Linked DNA regions of Mus musculus: all the other regions are linked to region 4. Evidence: chromatin contacts called from public Hi-C, HiCAR-type and promoter capture Hi-C data. All regions are on one chromosome and are shown on one strand. The core of a region is the stretch at or near the end of the contact, and the rest is flanking DNA. Distances in the headings are between cores, read along the strand shown.

Region 1 (2,700 bases), core at 150-2,649, 910 kb after region 4:
TTTGGAGACAAAGTTTCTCTGTGTAACACCCCTAGCTGTCCTGGACCTCATTCTGTAGACCATGCTGGCCTTGAACTCACAGAGATCCAACTGTCTCTGCCTCCTGTTGCCTCCCATTGCTGGGATTAATGACACTCCACCATCGCCTGGCTAGATAACAAATTCTTTAGCTTTCCTTTTGTATCTTGCTGGAGAGTTAAATCATAACTACAAACTCTACAGTTTCAAGAAGGATTCAGGCACTTCTGGCCCAGCCTGACCTAATATATACAGGCACTGGTGCTACTCCAAGGTCCAATTACACCCACTGAACCCTAAGATCTGGCACAAGAGAAAAAATTACGACAAAAACTCTTCGGACCTGCTGTTGCCCCCTCAAACCATTTTCATCTTATAGGTTAGTGTAGGGCATGTCTTCTGGGCCTTTCCATTATGAGGGATCAGGTTTTTCAGAGAGTACCCACTCTAGCACTGCAATTTCCCTGAGCTTAAAACTCCTTCATCAACACTAAGCCAAGGGATGGCAGGCATCTCCAGTTCCTTTTCAGTAGGCCATCTGTAGACAAATCTAACCAACCAACCAGCCAACCAAACTTTGACACCTTTTTAAAACTATATGAACTCCACATTAAATCTGGAATCTCCAATCGGTGGTCTCAAACTGATAAAATTCAGCCTGATCCTGTTTCCTTTTACCATTATCCTACAATCTTAAACCCATTCGCACACACACATTCCACAGATGTCTTGAATGAATTAGCACACTCCTTAAGCTCTTTAGTGGTGAAGTGCACTTGAGTAATCTACGCCTCAGACTCCCCTCTGAGAGTCTACTTAGCCATAAGTTTGATTACAGGTCTAGAGGTGAATGGACAGGTCCGCAACTTGGGGTGCAGCTCCTCCCAGGGCCCCACCAGCCTCAAGGCTCTCCCAGCAGCAGCCTAAACCCAGCTCCCATCTGACAGCCTCGCCTACGCCTCAGCACGCACAGGCCAAGGCCTGTGTGGCAAGTGTGGAGTCCCTGGGCAACTTTCGCTCTGCAGGGAGCTCCTGACAGGTCTGGCCCACTGTCTCAGAGGCCTGGGTTCGTGCTTGGACGCCCCGACACTTGGAGCCGGCAGGCCGCACGAACCATGCTCATTGGCTAAGGCGGACCGACCTTCCTCCTAGAACGCCTGCGCAAGGCCGGCAAGCGGCTCCCAGCCAGGACGTCGGCTCTCAGCGGCCTCCCACCCCGCTTCAAAGCGGTGTCCTTACCCCGCTATCTGCGGGTTTCCGAAGGCAGCTTCGGGAGACACAAGCCGGTTCTTCCGGCCGACTAGGTCTGAGGGAGAAAGATGATTGGCAGGCAGGTGGGAGGACGATAAGCAAAGGTAAAGGAGTAGCGGGAGGCAGGGGCGGGGCCAAAGCGCGCACGCGCAGCCCCTGGTGGGGAGGGGGGAAGGGGCGGAGCTATGCAAGGCGCTCTGGTGACGCAGTTCTTGCTGAGCAGCCGTTGGTAGTCTTGGTAGGCTTCCCAGATGCAGCTGAGTGTGAAAGATCCGGTTCCTCTGGCTTACATTTCCCACTTGACTTTTCCTCAATCTAATCTATTTGAGATAGTTTAATTATTTGGGACAGTGGCTCACACTGTAACCCACGCTGGCCTTGAACTTGCGGCAATTCTCCTGCTTCAGCCTCCTACGTGCTTTGATTACAGGCATGACACATCGCGACTCCTTACTAGGCTGTTTTTAAACGTTCAGTGTACTCAGCATGGGCTTTTTACTGCTTTATTGGACGTCTGTAACTGATCTCCAGACCTGCAAATGATGGAATATAAACTGCTTTTCGCTTTGCTACCTCTTGGCTTGGTCAACCAGCAAGAAGCCATCCCACCCCTTCTCTCAGATCTTCATTCTCCTGAAGACGACCTTGCGGCCCACATCGTGTCCTTTGTCTGCAGGAGCATAGTTTACAATTGCCCACCTGTCTCTGAGGCAGTGTGTGCGCCACATGTCACGCAAGCTTAAGAGTGCTGGGACTCAATTTTCCTGCCCTTGTGAGACTGTAGATTTAAGGACACTGCCTCTACCCATTTTGAGAACTCCTTTAAATACTTGTCCCATTTATTACCCTATTTAGGGCTTTTCCCCTCTAGACGACTTGAATTTGTGGCGTACAGTACTATTTAGAGTGAGGACTATGTTAAAGAGAATAGGCTACAGATACTGAAGGTGGTTTCTGAAGGAGTTTTTGTTTTTTGTTTTGAGACGGGATTTCTCCGTGTAGTCCTGTAGACAAGGCTGGCCTTGAAGAGAGATCTGCTGGCCTCTGCCTCCTGAGTGCTGGGATCAAAGGCATGGGCCACCACCACCTGACAACTTCTGAAGTTTTAACTTCTTAGTGTTTTGGGACAATCCTTGTTAGATATTTATATTTTGGCACATTTGTTTAAAATATTTTCATTAGCAATGTCCTTAGTCACATATTATCATAAAGCATACAGTACTGTGCTGCCAGGTCGACCAACAGATGAAAGTGTTTGCTATCAGACCCTCCAGCCTGACCACTGTGGTTTGATTACCGTAACTAGATGGAGGTGGAAGGAAAGAACAGATTCCAAAAACGCTGTCCTGCAAAAATCCACATGGATGTGTGCTCCTCCCACAACGTACACGTAATAGTCATATGAGACCCACTGAAAGGGAGCTGTTAGGA
Region 2 (2,700 bases), core at 176-2,675, 830 kb after region 4:
TGAATGTCTAGGCTTAGCTTTCACAGTCTTTCACATACACCTCCAACCATTTCCCCCAAGTACCCAAATTAAAAGGACATCAATGGCCTCCAAAGCAGGGTATACAAGGAAACTGGATGTTAAAGAAAATACTAAATGATTTAACTATTTAATATGTCCTGTAGTAAGCACTGAAATTCAAATAGGATTTATCTTTAATTTTTTCATAAACTTGTGCTGGGAGTGGAGGCTCAAAACTCAGCTGGTAAAGATGTACTAAAGTTTGGGGCTAACACTTTACAAATAAGGGGGTGGGGACCACACTTTACCTGTCTGCACCTTCCCTGTTTTTTCCCGTCATTTCTGACAAACTCTTAATCAAGTGTCAAGACTCCGAATAAATAACACCTCTCTTGAAGGATATTTTCCTGCTTTCCCCAGATATAAAACAATGGCTCATTTCCCTTGCTGTACCTCATACTATAACAGTGTACTTCAACTGTTTATGAGGAACTCACCAGTCATGGCCTCTAAACTACTGGAGGGTCACCCAAAGGGAGGAACTAGTATTAAAACTTTTGGAAGTCTTTTCTACTTAACTTGGAACTTAACTTTAACTTTCTGGTCTCTCCGGGCATACCACTGTTTATAGCTTCAGTAATCCCACGGACTACTCTCCACCCATAACTCTGTTGGATCACTTCTCTTAATGCAATTGTTTGCAGTTTACTCAGGGCTCTGTTTCCTGCGAAGATTCAAAAGGCAGGACTGCTTCCCAGTCCTGCACGCGTGCATATGTGTTACACAGGGAGAGAGATATGTTACACGAATGTGGTTAGTTTAGTGGACAAAATTTGGGAAAAGCCATTTTCCTTTCCGTTTATGCATGCCATTTGAAAACCAGATCCTCTGGGGCAACTAGGATGTGTGCCGTGGTTTGAGATATCAGATATCAGGCACTGGAGACCCCAGGGTTAGACATTTTCCTCTGAGCCTGTTTTGTTTTGTTTTGTTTTGTTTTGTTTTTAAGACAGATGGAGTAATCTGTGAACTCTCCGAGAGTACACAAGAGCACAGGACACTTTCCTGCGGTCCTTACTGTGCCGAGTGCTAAGCGGCAGGTCTCGCTGCACGTCTAATCTGCGAGCTCGCGTGGGGCTCACTCCAGAGTCACGGTCCTGCCTCGGTAGCCGCTCACCTGGCCGCGTCTGCCCCGTGCAGCGCTGACGCACGGGAGCCAACAACTCGAGCCGACCCCAAGCCGAGCGACCACAACACGAGGACGACGCGGCTCCGCCTCGGGTAAGCACCCCGGCACCGCCCGCGTCGCGGCCCGAGTGCGGGCCGCACTTTCCACCGCGTCGCCACCGTCATGCGTGACGGCTCAACGGCCCCACACACCTCCAGGACACTAGGAAATGGCAACGACGGCGGGACGGGAAGCATGAGAGCATCACTTCCGGTACCTCCTGGATTCCGGAAGTCTTGGTTGCCAAGGTGAGCAATAATCTTGAACGCTAAGATTTTTTTTTACCCAGGGAACATCTGGGGCACAAGAGGGTGTCATGCTGAACTTAGAGTCATTCAGATTCCAGAGACCTCACTCTTGACATAAAAAGGTCAAAAAAAGCAAAGCCATACTTTCCAACAATCAGACTTTGACAGACCAGCCTGTCCCTGATGATGCCCTATACAATTAGAGCCCAATTCCTAATTGTGTTACAGCTCGGTTCCATTAAGGGGAAGGTTCCCGCAACTGTACAGTTCTGCTTGAGCAGGCAAAGGTTCCCCCGATGTAAGTGTTACAGCTTTCCTGGGAAAGGTACCCTGGCAATCGGGAGTCAAGGAATACCACAAAGTCACACCACACAACAAATCTCACATAGATTTATCGGAAGGGAAAACCCAGAAGAGTGGCTGCCTCTGCTCAGGCAAGGAGCAGGGGGAACTGAGGAGAAGGCAGGCCTTATATAGGTTTCAGTGAGGGATGGGACTTCTGGGGCAGTCTGGGATTTGTGGGATTCTAGTCAGAGTTTGGGGCAAACTCAGGGATTGGTGGAACTGTTTCTTGGGGTCTAGGGGTCAAGTCTGGGTCAGGGTGTTCTTTCCTTGGCTCTTTTACCCTAAATTTATCTCTGAGGTCATCTCACCTCAAAGTGCCAGTCTCAGGAAGGATTAATTGTGTTATAAAGTTTGCTATCTAACAAGATGGAGAACTTTATTTACTATAAAAGGGTAGGTCCCTCTCAGAGGACAATTCTCTGAGAATTCAAATTTGTTATGACTTTCTTTATTGAAATTTCTTTAACTATTATAGTTTTGTAAATACTTTTATTCCTGTGCTTTGGATTTATAAAATACACATTTATGGGCTCAAATAGCACAATCTGTGGCCCTGATTCTTTGTGTGTAAGGTGTGATGCTTACTGCTTGCTTTTTTGATTCACAGGTTAGTAAAATATATATATATATATCACATGATATAATGATCTAATACAAAGGGTCTTAATATTTTGTTCAACCAATTTCAATTCATTTACAGAGAAACAACATTCTTACTCCAGGATGACACGAGCTTCCCCCTCTACCCTGTTCTGCTGTCAGGAGGTCCAGCATCCTTCTATTTCGTAGTACAACCCTGGGAGTGGTGGTCATCTGTATCTGGGGAATAATTATAACAGGAATGCTGAGGTAGGGGCCCCTCAAAGAGGGGGACCTCCT
Region 3 (2,700 bases), core at 125-2,624, 560 kb before region 4:
TCAGAAAGGAGCAGATATCCAAAAGAGAACAGTCAAACATAACAACACAAGATAGAAAAAGACAAGGTGAAAGTCTTCACATTGAGGTTGAACAAGGCAACGTGATAGGAGGAAAAGTGTCTCATGATCAAGCAAAAGAATCAGGGTTACACCTTCTCCCACTGTTAGGAGTCCCACAAAAACACCAAGCTAACAGCTATAACATATTAGCAGAGCACCTGGCACAGATCCATGCTGGCTCCATGATTGCCATTTATGTCTCTGTAAGGGTCCTAGAAATCCAGGCAGTGTTAGGCATGGGTTCCCTTTCATGTCAAGTGCCTCATGTTAAACCAGACACTACCAGTAAAGTGATATTGAAAAGAAAAAAGAAAAAAAAGATGCAAAATTTAAGGTCATGGATTCTTCCTCTGTGATTTCAGTTCTGCACTGTTCCAGCCATCTATGTTTGACAGACTTAGAGCCTGAGTGAGGAAAGTTACTGTGAGAGTACATTGCAGAAACCTGTGAGGATGAAACCTGAGTTGCATTTTGAGACCACAAGATGTTGAGATACCTAAGCTATGAGACACCTGCCACGGAGAGGTGTATACAGGGAATGGAAAAAAACTATCCAAGAGGTGCATGAGAGGTTGCAGGGATGAGACAATCTAAGCCTTTTAAAACTGAGGCCCGATGTGTCTGAGGCAGGTCTGCAGGATTTGTTGTTTGCCCTACTGTGTTTCTGGCTTTAGTCCAGTCTTTCCTCATTATGTACACATTCCTCTATATTGGAATGGGAAGGGATATTCTGTTCTGTTATATGTTGGAAAGATATAGCTTGATTTCTGATTTTATAAGATGGGACAATCAAGAGATTGTCTTAAGTGTCAGAAGAGACTTTGGACATTCAAAGAGTGTATGGGCTGCTGCAGACTATTAGGATCATTGAAGCTAAACTGAATGCATTTTCATCATGGATGACCATGAGCCTATAGTGGCCAGGGTCAGAATGTAGTTGATTGAATCAGAAAAGCTCCCAGACAGGGTGATATTTTTGAACACTTATCTCTTCTTTTTGGCTTTCTTTGGGGGTCTTATAATGTTAGGGTACAAGAATCATTGAAGGAAGACCTCAGACTCAAGTAGCATGCAAAAACAAAGATCATTTTATTCTGCAGAATTCTAGCATGCAGGGGTCTACTATTCAATAGGATGGAGACAGACATGTAAATTTTGCAAGCTCAATTTAAAGCCAATTAGGGGAATACCAGGGAGGAGTAGTTGACCTTTATCCTGATTGGTTGGCTCAATTTCCAGGGGTATGGGTGGCTTTGGGATTGGTCAGTGTTCTGGGGGAATTTTGGGAACTTTCCAGAACCATTATTCATTAACTATTCTTGGCTCAGTCTTGGCTCAGGCCTGGTGGCAGGTGCAACTCTTGGCAGCTTCTGATTGGCTGCCTGTGAGGGGTGGTTTTCCTGGAATTGACTATTTTGGACTTTTCCAGTTCTGGGAAACAGAAACTTAGGCCTAGTCTCCCAAACTGCCAGTGTGCAGCCTGTCATGGAGTCAGCCTGGCTCTGGCTGACTCAGTTCTCTCAATAGAAGCTTTTGTAGGAGGAACCTTTCTAGATTCCTTATTGGGGTTGAGATTTAAGTGTCTATAGACTCAACCCATTTCGTGTGTGTGTGTGTGTGTGTGTGTGTGTGTGTGTGTGTGTCTACTGTGTTATGGTGGAACCTGATCACTCAGTTCCTTCTCATATTGTCTTGCCTTTACCATTATAGACTCTACCTGTAAATCACATAAAACACAGTTGAAATAATTATTCAGTGCTAAACCTGGTGTTTTTAAATTTTTAATTTTGTTGGTTATGTTTCTGTTTTTGTTTTTGAAGACAAAGTTTTTTTTTTTTTTTCTCACCCTGACTATCCTGAAAATAGGTGTATAGAGTATGTGGGCCTCAAACTTAAAGGTCCTCCTGACTCTAGCTCCAGAGTGCTGGAATTAAATGTTGACCAGCATGCCTGGCTTGTTTGTTTGTTTTTATATTATTTGCTGATGGACTTGTAATGTAGGTTTTTGTAAGTGCAAACCATACGCTGCTGTATTTATTTTCATCCATGTTGTGAACTTTGAAATTTGGCAGAGAGAATATTCTATTTCTCAGGATGGCATATATTCATGACATTAATACTGCCTGAGGTTTACTGTCTGAGGTTTCTGAGACATTGGATTTTAGGTGATAACACTCTTCCTTTTTGTTGTGTTTGTTTTGACTTTTTAATGAATATGGGTATTTTGTCTGTGTGCACGAATATCCACTTAATGTAATGCCTGGTCCCCATAGTAGTCAGAAGATAGCTTCAGAATTCCTGCCCTTGGAGTAATGGATAGTTGTGAATCCCCCTTGTAAGTACTGGCAATTGAGCTCAATTATTTGCAATACCATCAAGAGCTCTTCACTGCTGAGCCATCTATCCTGTCCTATGTTGCTTGTTTAGGACCAACATTTACATTGCCAATATTTTCATCTGTCTGTTTGTGTCTGTTTAAAGATGCATCCCCTTTTAGTAAGATCTCATTACGATTAATAGTTTAAATTTGGGCACTTCAGTATTCTGAGAGATGAATATAGAACTGGAGTGAATGTATCATTCTTTGTAGGAACTCCAGTAAAAACCTCTGAGTTCTTTCTCTCTTTCTTGTTTGTTTGA
Region 4 (2,759 bases), core at 21-2,520:
CAGCTAGAGACAAGAGCTCCGGGGTACTGGTTAGTTCATATTGTTGTTCCACCTATAGGGTTGCAGTTCCCTTTAGTTCCTTGGGTGCTTTCTCTAGTTCCTCCATTGGGGGCCCTGTGGTCCATTCAATAGCTGACTGTGAGCATCCACTTCTGTGTTTGCTATGCCCGACCTAAAGCTGTACTACAGAGCAATTGTGATAAAAACTGCATGGTACTGGTATAGCGACAGACAAGTAGACCAATGGAACAGAATTGAAGACCCAGAGATGAACCCACACACCTATGGTCACTTGATCTTTGACAAGGGAGCTAAAACCATCCAGTGGAAAAAAGACAGCATTTTTCAACAAATGGTGCTGGCACAACTGGCTGTTATCATGTAGAAGATTGCGAATTGATCCATTCCTATCTCCTTGTACTAAGGTCAAATCTAAGTGGATCAAGGAACTTCACATAAAACCAGAGACAGTGAAACTTATAGAGGAGAAAGTAGGGAAAAGCCTCGAAGATATGGGTACAGGGGAAAAATTCCTGAATAGAACAGCAGTGGCTTGCGCTGTAAGATCGAGAATCAATAAATAGGACCTCATAAAATTGCAAAGCTTCTGCAAGGCAAAAGACACCGTCAATAAGACAAAAAGATCACCAACAGATTTGGAAAGGATCTTTACCTATCCCAAAACTTGAAGATTCTAATGACTCAAGTTAGACTTCATAAGTGAAAACTTCCGCCAGGGAGATCAGGACGTTATTCCACAACCTTCTCCTGGCGAATCTAGTGTTTGTCTCTCTAATTCACTACTCTATATAAACCTATGTTTTTGCACATTTTTTTTCCAAAAAGGTAAAGTTATTCTCTTCTGCCAGCGTTATAAAACAATGCAGATGGAGGAAGGGCGTGCACCAGGGCCAGCATGAGCTTGATAGCCGGATGCAGTCACGCTGAAGCCCTGTTCACTCAGCCTGTTCTTCTCAGAGGTCTGGAACCACCAGCTCTGGATCCCGGTGCCAAAGCCCAACTTCTGTCCTGATTGTAGGCAAACACGCTGGCACCTAAGGCGCTGCTCAGCTCCCCCCCCCCACCCCCGACCGGAAATTTCTCTGTTGCCATTGGCAACGGCAGGCACCGCCCCAGGTTAGCGTGGCAAGAAAAGGTGGGACTTCCGGATCTCAAAGCCAATGTACCCGCGGAAATTAGCCAGTTACGCAACATCATCCGTCACGTGACACTGAGAGCCAATGATAGCGTGCAAGCGAGGGCCCACGTGTCTCCGTTCCCATTGGCAACGCGCGGCTTCTAAACAACCTCCGTTCCTCAGGCCCCGGTGCCGGCCTCCCTGTTTCCTGTCGGATCCGCCGCCACCATGGTGAGTGTCCTGGTCGGGAGAGGCCCAGCCGGGGTGCGGAGGGCGAGCGAGCGAGCGAGCGAGCGGGGCCTCGCCGGGGAGGGAGTCACGTCGGCCGAGCCGCGGGGACAGCTTCTTGCTGAAGCCTTCCTCCGGCCTTGTCGCCTCGTCCTTGGCTGTGGTCTGGGAAGCCCTGGCCGACACAGCCGCACACATTTGCCAGGGTGAAGAATGACGGGCTGGTTCCAACTTTCTGTGTGAACTTGGTTGAATCTAATTTTCTGAAGCACCTGATTTTACAACTGACTAATTATCGGTGCTGTTTTCTTTGTTTGGACGTCTGACGACCATTTGGGTATTAGAGTTCGGGCTTACTTTGAGACAGATAAAACTGAAGCGAAAACGCCAGTCCATCCAACCTTTCATCGTACAATTAATTTAAATAGCTGGGCATAGAGAAGTTATTGAAAGTGAAGCTCAAGTGGGTTGCTGACATATCCCAGCAATCAATTCCTAGTAAGTGTCACTTTGTATACATCTAAACAAAACAGACCATTTCTTAAACCATCCTGAGCTAGGAACTGGTCCTGCTTCTGATGTCAAAAACGAAAAAAAAAAAAAAATTACGCTAGTGGCTTCACAAAAAAGTTAGTACTTGTTTGTGTTCTTACTCTTTTATGTCATTGTGATAACACTTGGAAACCGGGTGTAGATGATTTGTCAAACAATGCACATAAAATAAACACTTTAAGCAATAAGCTCACTCTTTTTTAAAAAAAATTATCCTTTAAAGATTTTATACATTCATACAATGTATTTTAAATCCCCTAGCATCTTCCAGAATTATTGTTTACTTCCTGTCCTGTTTTTTTTAAGCCTACCTAGTCCAATTTATGCTGCACATATACTCATGTGTGTGGGACCATCACCTTCCTTGGGCCACACTCTTAAAAGAAACTGTCTCTCTGCCCTTCATAAATCTTCAGCCGTCAGTAACTGCTCAGCTAGAAGTGCGATCTCATAAACCCCTCCCCGTCTCTGTGCTGGATTGTTGATTGGCACCTTTGTGCAGGTGACCACAGTTGTGAGTTTCTAGGCCAGCAGTTCTGTCATGTCTAGAAGACAGTTTTTGTTGTTGCTGTTTCAAGACAGGGTTTCTCTGTTTAGTCCTGTCTATATTGGAATCCTCTCTGTAGTCCAGCCTGACCTTGAACTCAGATTCACTTGCCTTTGCCTATCTATGCCTCTGCCTCCTGAGTGTATATCTTAGTTGTGGCTAAGCCTATTTATTCTCTGTACCTAAAAGCTGTGAGCTGTGTGGTAGCCACCATCCATTGCACAGAGAAACTTCTCTAACCAGGTCTGAGAGCTGTACTAACTGTGTAGCTTCCCTATTTTAAAACAGCATCTG
Region 5 (2,700 bases), core at 123-2,622, 600 kb after region 4:
ACAACCCACTGTGCATATACCCCACTATTACTAAACCTGATCTTGAACTAAAAAGCTAATGAGTTGTGGGTTTGGATTTTTATTACTCAAGTTTAATATGAAACCTAATGACTGAATTTTGGCATTCCTTACTCTATATGAAGTAGAAAATAACAGTATGTCATATGATTTAGAAAAGAACATGCTTTCACTTGCATTATGTAGTTTAAATGGTAACAGGTCACCTTACTATGATGACTACATCACAAGATCAACTGTAGGGACAAGGCTTGTAGAATACTAGATTATGGTTGCCAGGAAACATTCTTCACTTCTCTTGAACGTTCAAAAGCAGGACTGAGCCCAGATCGCGGTAGTCATTGTAGCTACCCAAAGATCTAAGCGCCCCACAAGTAAAACAGGTAAATCAACAATTACACCATAGACTACCAGTCTGCTTTGAAAAATTCTTCTCAGCGGGTGGTGAAAAGGCATGCCTTCTGCCAAGGCAGGACTGATAGGAGTTACACACCAGCCTTGGATATAAAGCTCTCCTCCTCAAAAAAAAAAAGCAAAAAAACAAAAGGGTTGAGAATGCGGTTCCATGATAGAATGCCTGCCTAGCATGCACAAGGCCAAGAGGTTCAACCTCCAGCACCGCCAGAAAGAAAAACACTCCCTATTTTTCTCTATTTGTAAGACATGTGTGTGTATATGTCAGCGTGATTTCTCTTAAGATTGGGTCTTTATAGCTCAGTCTGGCCTTAAACTCCTGATTCTCTTGTCTCCACTTCCCAGCTGCTGGGATTACAGGTGCCAGCCACCAAGGTCTGGAGCATGCTAAGCACGCACTCTATTACCGATGCATTTCCTTCTTTCCTGTTTTTAGGGGGTGTGTGGCGTGTGGTGTTTGCTGTCAGAATTTTAAAGTCCTTTTCCCCCTCGGATACACGGCCTCTGTGTGCAAAGTCACCAGAGTCCATTCACGTGCCGCTATTCTGATTACAGGATCTCGGGCACTGCACTCTCAGGTCGTGCAGAGGCCACAAGGACATTCCTTCATTAAACTGCAGCCTCGGGAACTGCCCGCCCGCCGCTCCCTGATGAGCTAGGAATCTCCTCCATCCCGAGAGCTGTGGACATCTAGGCATACAGGACGCACACTCGCTGCAGCACTAAGCCTCGGGCGTCCGTCCTGACCACGTGGCCGCCCCGCACCTCCTCCCTGCGCAATATGGCCTGCACTCGCGGCCGCCACCGCTACCTGCACTCCATGAACGATGTAGACCTTCTCGGCCTCGCTTAGCGCCACCGACGCCATGCTGCTCAGCTCACCGCGCGCGCTGGCGTGTCATCAGCTCGCGCCTCTCCCCACCGCGCCTGCGCGTCATCAGCCCGCGCGGTGGCCGCTCCCGCAGCCGCGGCTGCCGCCACCGCCTGGAGCTCCATGGGCTTCTCCTTCGCACCGCCCCGTGTGAGGCCGAGTCCGGCAAGCCGTGGCGCCGGGTGCCCGTGCCATCGCGGACGCTGGCGGCTGGGCCCCGGGGCAGCAGCAGGCGGCGCGGGACTGCTAGCTGCCTCCAGATTGACGGTCAGTGCAGTGGGGAAGCCCCAGAAGGAGGGAGGCGCGGGGCCCCAGCCGGGACTGGATGGGAAGCGCGCAACCCGAGCGCTCGGGCCGGAGTCGAAGTAGCCGAGCGCGCGCACGTGAGACACTTCAGGAAGGCGGAAGTCGTGCTGCCCATGAGGGACCATCTCCTCAACCCCCTCCTAGTTGGTCCCTAGGATGGCTGAAGGAAAGAGACCATGGATCCCTCATTAGGTCACTGGTCGGGAAGGGTCTGCACCAGGAATGGGGCGCCAGCTTCTCAATTTTCTCACCCCTCCTTCCATTCCAGGGATCGATCTCTGTCCTGTCTTCCCTCATCCTTTCCTCCCCTACTGCCCATCATCAGATAATGGCCCAGAGCTTTGCAAGTTACCCTTGCCCCGTGCGGTTGCTGGAGTATTGTCCCAAAGAGAGTAGGGAGAGTGTCTTGCACTTCGGGATGCCTGGATGGAAGGGATCTCCGGGGAAGATGGATAACTTCATGAAAGAAAACCGACCCTGGGAGGATATGGGACCTAGGTTATCCAGAAAGGATGCCTGCAAGGTGAAGCTGGGGTCATAGTGAGGGGCCCTTTAAGGAAGAGAGGGGATATGAACTAAGTTTTAAAGGGTCTCTCTGAGAAAATGAGGGGAGACTTGGTAGAGACTTACCTGGTGTTCTATTTTAAACAAAAGTAACCCTTCAGCTTAATCATCAAGAAATAAAAGGTGCTGGCCACCCTTTGCCTTTAATCCCAGCGTTTGGGAGACAGAGCTAGGCGGATCTCTGAATTCGAGGTCAGCCTGTTCTACACTGTGAGTTCAAGGACAGCCTGAGCCACATAGTGAGATCCTGTCTCAAAGACACTGCCCCCACTCGTCGAAAAAAGGCTTTTTTTCTCTTGTGCTAACTAAGTAAGTAAACAGAACACTAACCAGAGTCCTCCAGGGTAGAAGGGAAGGCTCTTGTGAGCATAGCCACAGAGCATGGTGATTAGAGTTGTCATAGTGGATTACTGACTACGCTGAGATTTCAACAGTAACAGGAAGTGCCTGGCTATATTCCTAGGTACTGAACTGTTAGCTGCTGAGCCCTCAAATGATAGCCTCTTCTTGATAGACTGGATATGAAT

What was found. Promoter capture Hi-C pulls out the DNA fragments that hold promoters and counts their contacts. A called contact is a pair of places that touch in the nucleus more often than the background predicts. HiCAR-type assays count read pairs that join an accessible place to other places.
Region 1: a Hi-C map of uterus shows a contact between it and region 4, with 5 times the contacts expected there. The contact joins the promoter of Tcaim here to the promoter of Lztfl1 in region 4. A contact is called at or near these places in 2 of 39 promoter capture datasets (hippocampal neurons and liver) and 1 of 484 Hi-C or Micro-C datasets (uterus).
Region 2: a HiCAR-type map of astrocytes shows a contact between it and region 4, with 3 times the contacts expected there. The contact joins the promoter of Zkscan7 here to the promoter of Lztfl1 in region 4.
Region 3: a promoter capture Hi-C map of liver shows a contact between it and region 4, with 2.2 times the contacts expected there. The contact joins the enhancer-like site here to the promoter of Lztfl1 in region 4. A contact is called at or near these places in 7 of 39 promoter capture datasets (the 3T3-L1 cell line, the C10 cell line, cranial neural crest and 3 more), 2 of 484 Hi-C or Micro-C datasets (CD4 T cells and embryonic stem cells), 4 of 115 datasets of contacts at active chromatin or transcription factors (astrocytes, bone marrow-derived macrophages, effector CD8 T cells and 1 more) and 2 of 9 other capture datasets (adipose tissue and liver).
Region 5: a contact with region 4 is called in a Hi-C map of uterus, with 3 times the contacts expected there. The contact joins the promoter of Zdhhc3 here to the promoter of Lztfl1 in region 4. A contact is called at or near these places in 2 of 39 promoter capture datasets (hippocampal neurons and liver), 3 of 484 Hi-C or Micro-C datasets (embryonic stem cells, muscle stem cells and uterus), 2 of 115 datasets of contacts at active chromatin or transcription factors (bone marrow-derived macrophages and memory CD8 T cells) and 1 of 9 other capture datasets (adipose tissue).

What each region holds. Positions count from the first base shown.
Region 1 is chr9:122,804,246-122,806,945 of GRCm38.p6, reverse strand. Tcaim (T cell activation inhibitor, mitochondrial) reads right to left here and starts at 1,399. Exons shown (of 11, transcript NM_001013405.2): 1 at 1,258-1,399.
Region 2 is chr9:122,885,543-122,888,242 of GRCm38.p6, reverse strand. It overlaps Zkscan7 (zinc finger with KRAB and SCAN domains 7), which reads right to left and starts at 1,425. Exons shown (of 6, transcript NM_001177505.2): 1 at 1,178-1,425. It also overlaps a transcript of Zfp445 not described here.
Region 3 is chr9:124,272,010-124,274,709 of GRCm38.p6, reverse strand. The region is part of intron 1 of Gm39469 (zinc finger protein 431-like); the gene reads left to right. Among named protein-coding and RNA genes, the nearest start is that of Gm39469, 10 kb to the left of the region's middle. Within about 2 kb of position 1,374, at least 17 of the 459 cell types and tissues checked have an H3K27ac peak or open chromatin away from gene starts, as enhancers often do. A contact at or near this core is called in liver, where this site is marked.
Region 4 is chr9:123,716,136-123,718,894 of GRCm38.p6, reverse strand. Lztfl1 (leucine zipper transcription factor-like 1) reads left to right here and starts at 1,270. Exons shown (of 10, transcript NM_033322.3): 1 at 1,270-1,369. The coding sequence starts at 1,367.
Region 5 is chr9:123,111,866-123,114,565 of GRCm38.p6, reverse strand. It overlaps Zdhhc3 (zinc finger, DHHC domain containing 3), which reads left to right and starts at 1,372. Exons shown (of 7, transcript NM_001372538.1): 1 at 1,372-1,570. Exosc7 (exosome component 7) reads right to left here and starts at 1,335. Exons shown (of 8, transcript NM_001081188.1): 1 at 1,244-1,335. The coding sequence starts at 1,300.